Linked DNA regions of Sus scrofa: all the other regions are linked to region 1. The links are chromatin contacts, called in public HiChIP or PLAC-seq maps. All regions are on one chromosome and are shown on one strand. Each heading gives the region's core, a stretch centred on a gene start, on an enhancer-like site or on the middle of the called end of the contact. The rest is flanking DNA. Distances are from core to core; before and after follow the strand shown. Region 1 has its middle 40 kb from the start of ANXA4. Region 2 holds the start of TIA1 (nucleolysin TIA-1). Region 3 overlaps ASPRV1 (retroviral-like aspartic protease 1).

Evidence for each region. HiChIP or PLAC-seq counts read pairs in DNA pulled down with a chosen protein or histone mark.
Region 2: a contact with region 1 is called in an H3K27ac HiChIP or PLAC-seq map of alveolar macrophages. The contact joins the promoter of TIA1 here to the enhancer-like site in region 1. A contact is called at or near these places in 4 of 47 Hi-C or Micro-C datasets (embryonic fibroblasts, epiblast stem cells, omental adipose tissue and 1 more) and 2 of 2 datasets of contacts at active chromatin or transcription factors (alveolar macrophages and skeletal muscle).
Region 3: a contact with region 1 is called in an H3K27ac HiChIP or PLAC-seq map of alveolar macrophages. The contact joins two enhancer-like sites. A contact is called at or near these places in 1 of 47 Hi-C or Micro-C datasets (retroperitoneal adipose tissue) and 1 of 2 datasets of contacts at active chromatin or transcription factors (alveolar macrophages).

Annotation. Positions count from the first base shown.
Region 1 is chr3:72,692,724-72,696,058 of Sscrofa11.1, forward strand. No RefSeq gene overlaps it. Among named protein-coding and RNA genes, the nearest start is that of ANXA4, 40 kb to the left of the region's middle. Within about 2 kb of position 1,513, at least 60 of the 83 cell types and tissues checked have an H3K27ac peak or open chromatin away from gene starts, as enhancers often do. A contact at or near this core is called in alveolar macrophages, epiblast stem cells, omental adipose tissue and 1 more, where this site is marked.
Region 2 is chr3:72,238,945-72,242,279 of Sscrofa11.1, forward strand. It overlaps TIA1 (nucleolysin TIA-1), which reads left to right and starts at 1,591. Exons shown (of 13, transcript XR_002342584.1): 1 at 1,591-1,905. TRNAG-CCC (a tRNA gene) reads left to right here and starts at 1,268; the gene lies at 1,268-1,338.
Region 3 is chr3:72,417,289-72,420,623 of Sscrofa11.1, forward strand. ASPRV1 (retroviral-like aspartic protease 1) reads left to right here. Exons shown (of 13, transcript XR_002342602.1): 7 at 717-851. Among named protein-coding and RNA genes, the nearest start is that of PCBP1, 39 kb to the left of the region's middle. Within about 2 kb of position 1,858, at least 3 of the 83 cell types and tissues checked have an H3K27ac peak or open chromatin away from gene starts, as enhancers often do. A contact at or near this core is called in alveolar macrophages, where this site is marked.

The sequences.
Region 1 (3,335 bases), core at 263-2,762:
AAATTACTTTCAAAGAAAAATTATCCCTAACCAAAGATGAGAATATCAAGGAGGGAAATTCATAGGCACCTTGATTCAATAATTGTGTGTATATGCAAGCACGCACGCGCGCGCGTGTGTGTGTATGTGTGTGGCCCCAAAGCAATAGAAATCTGAGGTAAGCTGAACCTGAAGGATCTGGCCTTGACCGGAAAGGGCTCTGGGAAGTCAGCTGGTCCTGGGCGGGTCCTGGGCAGGCCCGGGGTGGCCATGGTTACCCATTTCCTTATTCTGTCCTTGTCCTCTGCTTCTTGCTTGTGTCCACCTCTGTCACCTGAGAATTCCCTGGCAACTAAAGAGCTAGGGCTTGGCTATGCAAGGAGGATTGGGGGGGGGGGGTTCCTAGAACTGATGGGCAATGAGATGGATCATTTAGAGGGGGACCCCAGTCATTTCACTGTCAGCCGAAGAGAGCAGATGCCCACTTTTTAGGCAAGCTGTGGGTTACTCCAGAGCCTAACAGCTCCAAGACTTGCATCAACTTGGGAAGCACTTAACGTTGGGTACATTGCTGAAAAGCAATAACCTCTTTGGTCCCAAGGTCTCCGGCTGGTCAAAGCCATAATTAAAAGAGTGAGGCTGTGTCACAGATCTCATAATAAAACAGATTCCCATGTGTCAGGCACTGTGCTGAGGGCCATTAGATACACGAGGAGAAAAGGGTAAGAAACTAGGAAAAGGAGTAAATTTCTTTTCTTTCTCTTTTTTTAAGGGCCACACTTGCAGCATATGTGAGTTTCCAGGTTAGGGGGTCTAATTGGAGCTACAGCTGCTGGCCTAAGCCACAGCCACAGCCACAGCCACACCAGATCCGAGGAGCGACTGCGACCTACATGTACCACAGCTCGAGACAACGCCAGATTCCAAACCCACTGAGCGAAGCCTTGGATCGAACCCGTGTCCTCATGGATACTCGTTGGGTTCGTTTCCGCTGAGCCACAACGGGGACTCCGTAAGTTTCTTAAAATGAGCAAAAAATAGAAGCGGGTGTTGGACTGAAACAGCTCCAAGGAGTATTACTTAATCCTTTCTTTGCAATGCCTAAACCCAGCACAATGCTTGGCACATAAACTCAATAAACTGCGATGGTCTCTGACCGGTGTATATCTTGAGCTGCCTAAACTGCTCTGGAGGTCCTTCTGGAAGGTGCCCGTGGATAAGGACGGTGTTTGCCTTCCTCTTGCTCACCTGGAGCGAGCCCCAGCCCGCTCCACCCAGGGCCGCCCGAGCCCCGCCCGCAGGCCAGCGGCGGGCACCCCCTCCCTGGCTTGGCGCCCGACTGGCCACCCCCGCCAGGCGCTCCGGGACTGCCGCGCCCCTTCCCGAGCCCGGGACCCCCGGCCCAGGACCCCCCTTACCCCTCAAGCCGAACCGAGACGGCGCTCGTTCTCTGCGGCCACGGAGAACACACCCTGGCGGGGCCGGGCAGCGGGTCTTATTCCAGGCGGGCCAGGCCCGCCCCGCTTCGGGGTGGAGACTGAGCCAGAGTTCCTGGTTGTCCCTCTGCCAGGACCGGAAAACCCTCCGCGGGCGAAGCGCACCTGGAGCCGGGGCCTGGGACGGCTGCAGGGGACGCCAGGGGTAGGGGGCTGCCCCCACCTAGTCCTCCGCCTGGATCCCAGCCTGCCCGACCCTCCCCGGTCCCCGCGAGGCCGAGCGGTCGAACTCTGGTGTCCGGTGCCCTGGCGCCACCACACCTCGGAAGGCCGCGCACTCGCCGTGCTCACGCCGCGGCGGGAGTCAAAGCCTCCTTCCCCGGACTCCGTTCTTCTTCACGCCGTGCTTGTGGCCTTAAAAGTGGAAAATGAAATCAGAAGGGCGCATTTCGTTTCACTCTTGACCTTGAAACATTAAATCCTCCAAAGTTCCCAGGAGTTTCATGTCTCCCTTAAGAAAAGCCGAATTCCCACTCCCTAGGGAAATCTTGGGTTTCGAGCGGTCCTTCATCTCTCTCTTCACCTCTAAATTAATTATCCGGGGTCGCTACTGGCCAGTAGCTCTGGGGTGTGGCCTTGAAGCTTAGCTCTCCCCTTGTAAGGCAGCCTTTATATCTTCCTACCGGCTTCCCCCATCCAAGCCCCTTAAAGCTCTTGAAGGCACTGACAGGGTCTAGGTGGTCTTCGGACCGACATCCACGACTGTTCTGCCACATGGCAAGTACTCAGTGAATGCTTGCGTAATAATCCCATTGAGTCTACAGGCGAATTCTGATTTCATCTAACAGCTTTGGGGAATGCGTTTTATATCCAAATGCAAGTGCGAGTACCCTTAGAGCTGGAGAGGTAATATTAAATAATTTTATTAAGATGCAGCTAAAGGTGGGAGTTCCCCGTCGTGGCTCAGCAGAAAGGAATCTGACTAGCATCCGTGAGGACGCAGGTTCCATCCCAGGCCTTGCTCAGTAGGTTAAGGATCCAATCCGGGGTTGCTGTAAGCTATGGTGTAGGTTGCAGACTTCTCTCAGATCTGGTGTGGCTGTGGCTCTGGCGTAGGCCAGCAGCTGCAGCTCTGATTGGACCCCTAGCCTGGGAACCTCCATATGCCGTGGGTAAGGCCCTAAAACGACCAAAAAAAAAAAAAAAAAAAAATTGCAGCTAAAGCAGGTGGTTTAATGTGGTTAAGAGCATGGGTTTGAGGATCGGGCTGATTTGGATTCTACACCTGGTTCTGCCTTTTCTCTGCTTGATAATTTTAAGTTTCTGAGCTTAGTTTATGATCTAACATGGAGGGAACAAAAGAAGACAGTGCGAAAAGAATGCAGTAAGAATAATTCGTTTCCTCAGAGGAATTAGAAAGACTATGGTAGTCTTTAAAAAATAAATAAAATAGGAGTTCCCTTGTAGCTCAGCTGATGAAGGATCTGGCATTGTCACTGCTGTGGCTCTGGTTACAACTGTGGCATGGGTTTGATCCCTGGCCCAGGAACTTCCAGCATGCCAAAATATATATGTGTAATAAAATAAAATAAAAACAACACTGGAAATGGAGCAGATGCACCCTGCCGTTACTAGATGGGTGCACCCAGCTCCCTTTCTTCCCATAACTGCCCTCACACTAGGTTGGTAAGCCACAGTCAACCCTAACTTTACAGGGGTACAAAAGACCAAGAATAAATCTATGATACTCTTCATATTCCAGAGCTCCCATGGGTTTAGGCTGAGGTTAAAATTCAGCAGAAATGGAGTTCCCATCATGGCTTAGCGGAAATGAGACTGACTAGGATCCATGAGGACAGTTTCGATCCCCGGCCTTAAGGACCTGGCATTGCTGTGAGCTGTGGTGTTGGTCGCAGACAC
Region 2 (3,335 bases), core at 341-2,840, 450 kb before region 1:
GTAAACTGTCAATACATCACTTGATGTATAACTCTTTGTCTTCAAAATGTATATAACTGCACTAACTTCTAATGAATGGAAAAGTCCCCACAACTTTCTGATGTGTTTGTGGGAGAAGGTGAGCTCCACATCTTACTCCTCCACCGTCTTGATCCTAACCCCCTCACAGCTTTCTGAAAGACTGTCTCCTGGGTTATAATCTTTAGGTTGGCTCAAATAAAATTCTCTATTTCTTTCTTAGGTTGACTATTAATTTTTAAGGTTGACTATTAATTTTTCAGAGACAATATGAAATGTCCTGAATAGACAAATTTATAGAAACACAAAAATAGTGGGTTGGGGAGAGGGGCGGGATGGGGAATAGGAAGTAACTGCTAATTGTACAGCTTTCCTATTCAGGATGGTGAAAGTGTGCTAAAATTGATTATGAGATGGCTACACATCTCTGTGAATACACTAAAAAAACCACACTGAACTGCATATTTTAAATGGAAGAAATGTACATTATGCAAATTATATCTCAAAAAGTTTCTTAAAAAAATACAATCTACTATTAACATTTGTCTTATTCATCCTCAAAAGACTAATATTTGATATCTTTGAATGAAATCCTAAGAATGTGCAACAGATTCTAAAGACAAGTCCAAAAATGGTAATCCAAAATTATCACAGTCTAAAGGAACTACTTCAAAGAAGAGATCACATTTTTGAACACGGACATTCCCCAATGTTTAAATTTTTTCACATAAATTATAAAATGCAATACAAAATGCATAATGAGTATATTGAAGTACATTTCAGAACCCTAATTTTTCTGCCTCCCCCCCACCCACCCCAAAAGGACTGAAACTTGTATATGCCCCAATTCATATGGTTTTAGAATTCTTGGGACCGATTTGCATTAAATAAATATTTCTTTAATATTTTCCAATGTACACTGAGTACATAAAGAAAAACTCCGCAAAAATCTGGAAATACATGCCCGGCTTTCAAAAAGCTGCTTAACACCAACAAGACAAATTCTTCTTAATGAAACTCTTACTTTTTAAGTTTAAAAACAAATTTTAAATGAGATTTTTCCGTACTGAAAAAGTAGGAACATCCATTTAACTGTATTGGAATGAGAGAAATCATCACTTACATTAAGGGAAAGTAGCAATAGGCTTTTGTTTTTAAAGGAGTGAACGAACCTTCCTCATAGCTGTTCGGGAACGAAAGTTTGCTTGCTATTAGTTCTAAAGCATTTCTGCAAGAAGCATTACCGTCAGCGCCGCTGGTGTAGTGGTATCATGCAAGATTCCCATTCTTGCGACCCGGGTTCGATTCCCGGGCGGCGCATGGCCTTTTGCTTTGCCTTAGATTATTTTTATAGCTTTTTCTTCTTGTAGAAACACTTCGAACTTTTCATTTCCACGAATATTTATATTTCATTATAATTCACCGTTGAAACATTCGAATCGGGAGGTGGAATTCAATAAAGTTTACTGTAGTCCTGAAATAGTTAACCTTCACGCCTGCGCAGTCTGAGACAAATCCCTGGCGTGGTTGGAAGAGCGGCTGCGCAACAAGTGAATGTATGGACTGAGGTGTAGCCTGGCGGCCGGGAGGTTGAAAGTGCAAGATTCTTCTGCGCCTGCGCGGCCCGGGTCACTTCGCTGGCGGCTCCAAGGCTCCCGGCTCGCCGCCATCTTGTATCGGGGCTTCATTGTTCGCTCTGGGCCGGGTGGTTTAGTGTCATTGCTGTCGAAGAAGGAGGCGGAGTAACCTCCGGTCAGCCAAGAAACCCCCGCTATTCCGCAGCCATAGCCGCTCAAAAGATTTGTGAGGTAGTAAAGCGTAGGGAGCTGGACTCAGAGGCGCCGCCGCGACAGCAGCAGCCATGGAGGACGAGATGCCTAAGACTCTGTGAGTCTGGGGCAGCGATGAGGGGGGCGGGATGGTGGTGGTCCCGGAGCGAGGCTTCGGCTCAGCGCCGTTGCTCAGCCTATTGTTCCCCGTGGACGCCGCGATTTCGTGGCTCCTATTTTAGGCGCTCACCTGGCTGCCTAGGGACCGAGACCCCGGCTGTGAGAGGACGAGCTGGAGGGAGAGGGGGCTCAACCCTCTAAATTAGTCCCTACACGTTTACTACCCCACAGCGTGGCTTTTGGCTTCGCCCGGGGCCTTCTGTGGTTTTAGGCCAGGAGAAGACTTTTTAATTCAAACCTCTTTAGAACTTGGCGAGCCTTTTTGTCCCACGCTTTTCTTCTCCCCCCCCCCCACCCCGGCTTCTCGATTAACCTCTTTTCGAGCTTTATTTCCTTTCATTTTAGTTTTTTTCCCAGAAACTCTTCCTTTCATTTCCTTCTCGTTGATAGGCATTCTTCTCTTGAAAATGTTTGGACTCATTTTCCGGGAGGTAAACTTTATTCCCGCAGTTGCCAACTGGAAAAAAAGCCAGATGTTTTTCTTTGAACTTTTCTTTGGCTTTCCTTCTGTGGCACCCCCTCTCCAGATGAAAAAGTCTAAAATCGGACCCCTTGAGGATTTTGAAAGTGCTGTGTTTGTTTGTTTGTTTGGGGGTTTTTTTGTTTGTTTTTTCAAATGGAAATCTCACCCGGAGGGATAGATCTACTAAGGGGAAGTGGATCTAATACGTTTATATCTTCGCCTTCTACTTTTGTGATTGACATGACTCTGAAGGACTGGGGAGTTTTTAATGAAGCAGCAATTAATAAGTACCTTAACGTATTTAGTCACCTCTGGGAATTTTTAGAGGTAGTGTTAAATGATCTTCGTTTGGGATCTTTTCTTTGTCATGTAGCCTTCCCCAGCATTCTTTGTTTTTCCAAGTATAGTCGGATGAGGTGATCCTGCCTTTGTTGCTTTTCTCCAAAAGAAAGAAAAAAGCCCAATGAGTTTTTGATGTAGTTTTTTGTTTTTATTCTTAGGAAGACTGACAATTTGAGAACTCTATGCATTAAAAATGCGCCCTTCGGTTTCTTTTTGCAAGTCTCTAGATATCACTTATGAAGTACAATGTAATCAACTATTTTTTCACCACAGAAATAGTTGCCATTTTGTAAACAATATGGGAAATATAGTCACACTTGTTTTCTTAATAGATCAGTAAACTTTTGGCTAGTTTATCTCAAAAATTTTTTAATATGATACGGCAATTAGTGCATGACCTTTGTTTTTTGAAAGATTTCTATCTGTGGATGAAATCCGTAAGAAATCATTAGCCCCGTAGAGTTTCTAGAAACAGTTTTTTCCTCTTGCCTTTTCCTTAGAAGTATGATAGCCAGCTGCATTCTGGATTAAGCAATGGTCATCTTTTACAGTGTCTGTAAGAG
Region 3 (3,335 bases), core at 608-3,107, 280 kb before region 1:
TTTTTTTAAATAGAGAAACAGCTCCCACAGAGTTAATAACACGATCCCAGCAATATCATCCACTTTTTACTTGAGTTCATTTTATCAGAATTGCTTTCCTTTTATCAGTGTGATTATATCAGCTCTTCTAAAGGATGAGTACTTTGATAAGCTTAGGAAAAGGAAAGGATAGTTTGTGTGGGGCACACACCTTGGATAGCCAGAGAGTAACATAAGGGCACCAGGGACATGCTGAGCTAGATTGGGAAGAAAAAACTTACATCTCTGGAGAACCAGGCATATATACAGATATTTTTGTGTATTTTCTTATTTAATTATCATAATACAAATCAATAAAGTATCATCTCCATTTTTGTGCTGGGGCAAGCTGAAAGTCAAAGAAGCTATGTAACTTGTCCAAGGTCAGACAGCTAATAAAAGGCTGAGTTAGGATTTATTTCTCCTCAGGTCTGTCCAGTTCCACAATTCATGCTGTTTCCGTAGAGCTCTTCTGTCTCTGACAAGATTTTGGAAAGGAGGGTCAGGAAAGAAGAAAAAATGGGGAACTGCCATCTTTCTCTACCTTACAGTTTTGTTTGTTGAGATGTGTTTAGCCACAGCATCCTTTTTGTAGAATTCTAGGTTTTATGTATAGAGACACTGCAACAACATATGTAGGGAAGATACCAGTTGACTATAGAGGAGGTTTAATAAAAGCCTTTGTTCTTTGCTTCTAGGTATTCATAGCAGTGTAACCCACAATGTGAGAACACCATTGGTAACTCTGATGTACTGTTTAAGATGCCTAATCCTATTATCCAAATAAAATCTGTTGATGTTCTCCAGGGGAGTAAGCTGTGATGGGGACAGAGGTAAGAGTGCAGTGTGGCCTTACTGCATGTACTGGGAGCTATTGGCACCTGTTATGTGACTGTTACAGTGAGTTATTACTGAGTAAACAAGAGGTATCTCTCTTTTGCCTTTCCATGGAAGACCAGATGGTGGTGTTGACCCATATCCAAGAGAGCCTGGCCTCTGGGCTGAGAGAGGAGACTGCTTAAGGATGTTAGGTGATGAAATAAGAAGAGACAGGCCTGGTCTATCAAGTGGTATAATTTCAGGGGGCACAAAGAATATGTCCTGCCCTCAAAGATTTGCATTAACCATTTGCTGTTGCTTGGAATTCCACAACTGAAAATTTTTTCCCTTGATTTAAGTCTTTTGAGACCCTATGAAAATTGAAGACTCCAGGAAAGAGTTTGATTGTGAAGCATTTTGCTCATGTGAGTAGAAGTATAAATGAATTTATGAGATTGATTTCTGAGAACTAGACTAAGGCAGGGACAGAGAGGAGAAAGCATTGTGCCTCTAGTCATAGGGATAGGAAGGAGACACCATTGAATTTGAGATAAAGGGCCTGAAAAGAAAAGTTGAGCCCCTAAAGAAACACTTTGTTTTCTTCACAGTTTTGCCTGAGGAAAGATAAGGAGCTGAGAGTGGTGGGGATGGAGGCTCTTGAACTCAAGAGAGGGTGCTGAGGAGTTCCCATTGTGGTATAGTAGAACGAATTCAACTAGGAACCATGAAATTGTGGGTTCGATCCCTGGCCTCACTCAGTGGGTTAAGGATCCGGTGTTGCCGTGAGCTTTGGTGTAGGTCACAGACGAGGCTCGGATCTGGTGTTGCTGTGGCTCTGGTGTAGGCCAGCAGCTGTAGCTCTGATTCAACTCCTAGTCTGGGAACCTCTATATGCCTTGGGTATGGCCCTAAAAATAGCAAAAAGGGGAGGGGACGCTGAGGAGAGAGATTTCCTACTAGTGTGATGGATATGCAGTCATGGTGTTGTCTGGAGAATAGCTGACAGGCAGAATGTAATAAGGAGTGTAGGACCTTGGAGTGTGGTTTGCTGTGATATTCTCAGACAAGACCGTCACAGATCTTAGGAAGCAGGAGGCAGCTTCCCAGAAATGATGTAGAATAGTGGCGCAAAAAAGGCCACTGATGACAACATGGGCAGGGTACTTCCTCAGGGGCCACTGGTCATGGGCAACTTCTGGTCTTGATTTCCCAATGAGCTATGCTGAGGAGGGCTTTACCGGAAAGTAAAACCACGTCCAATGCAGTGACAAAGCCCTTGGGGTATCTATACAAAGGTGTAGTTCCCTCTTGTTCGCTAACTTTATGGAGCCACAATAACTAAGCCAGAGGTGCCAGCAGGCAGCTGGCCTGTGAGATCAGATCTGACCTGTGAGTCAGATCTTCAACTTTTTTGGATTGAGTTCATTCCTGGTTGACTGTTCATCTTTCATTTACCAGTGCCCTCAAACTGCTTTTGTGATCTGAATTCTCACATCTTTTCCTCCCCCAGGGAGTCTTTAATAGAGACAACTCAAATCTCAGTGCCTTTCCCAGCTCCTCAAAGTTGTGTTAATGGGTACCCATAACCCTTAGGCTTCACCTTCTGTTCTGTCCACATTTCTACCCTAAGTCCAAAGCATTTTCTTTTGGATCAGGCTTTTAGATTCATTCAGGCCTCTGATGTTCTTACTTATTCTAGCATATTTCCCTAGAGGATTACCTGAGCACTTGGTCTCCACCCTTCACCTTCAAAAGTTTGACAGAGTCTGGACCTCCTTCCTTACTGGAATCAGCACAGTTCTTTGGAGGTTTCTGTTTTTTTTTTGTTTTGTGACTGTACCCGCAGCATGTGAAAGTTCCAGAGCCAGGGATTGAACCTGTGTCATAGTGACTTAAGCCATAGTAGTGACAGTGCTGGAACTTTACCTCTTGAGTTACAAAGGAATTCTGGGAAATTTCTGGATGTACTGTACCCCCTCCTCTCTCCAGCTAAATCAGCCTCATACACAAAATGTAGTGATGTAGCTGGATCTGTTAATCACCAGGACTTTGGAGCCTGTGCCCCCGGGAGGGAGGGACTCCTCCTGGGCACCGCCCTGGGTAAAAACTCTGTCCATTAGTCTCTGCATCTCCTCCATCTCACCTTTATTTTGGCTTTTCCCTGAGGGGCTCAAGCTCTGTCCAATTGTCCTGTCTGAACCCCCTAACTCTGTACAGAACTATAACCCTGAGGTCAGCCCCTTATAAGGGGCTGTGACCTTTGCTTTCCGGCCCCTTTCAGGCCAGGTACCTTCTCCGATACTAGAGCCTTTTCTTACAGCCAGGCTTCAGTAGGTAGAGTCTTGCGCATGTGCTGACCTTCCAGTGTTGACCACCCTGAACTCTGCCTACTACTCTTTGCGCTAATTGGATGTTTTGCTTGTCTGTCTAGCTATGCTTCTGGAACAAGGCTCTTAGGCTTAGTCAAGCCCTTATCCTGAATTTCATGTTAGCTCTCC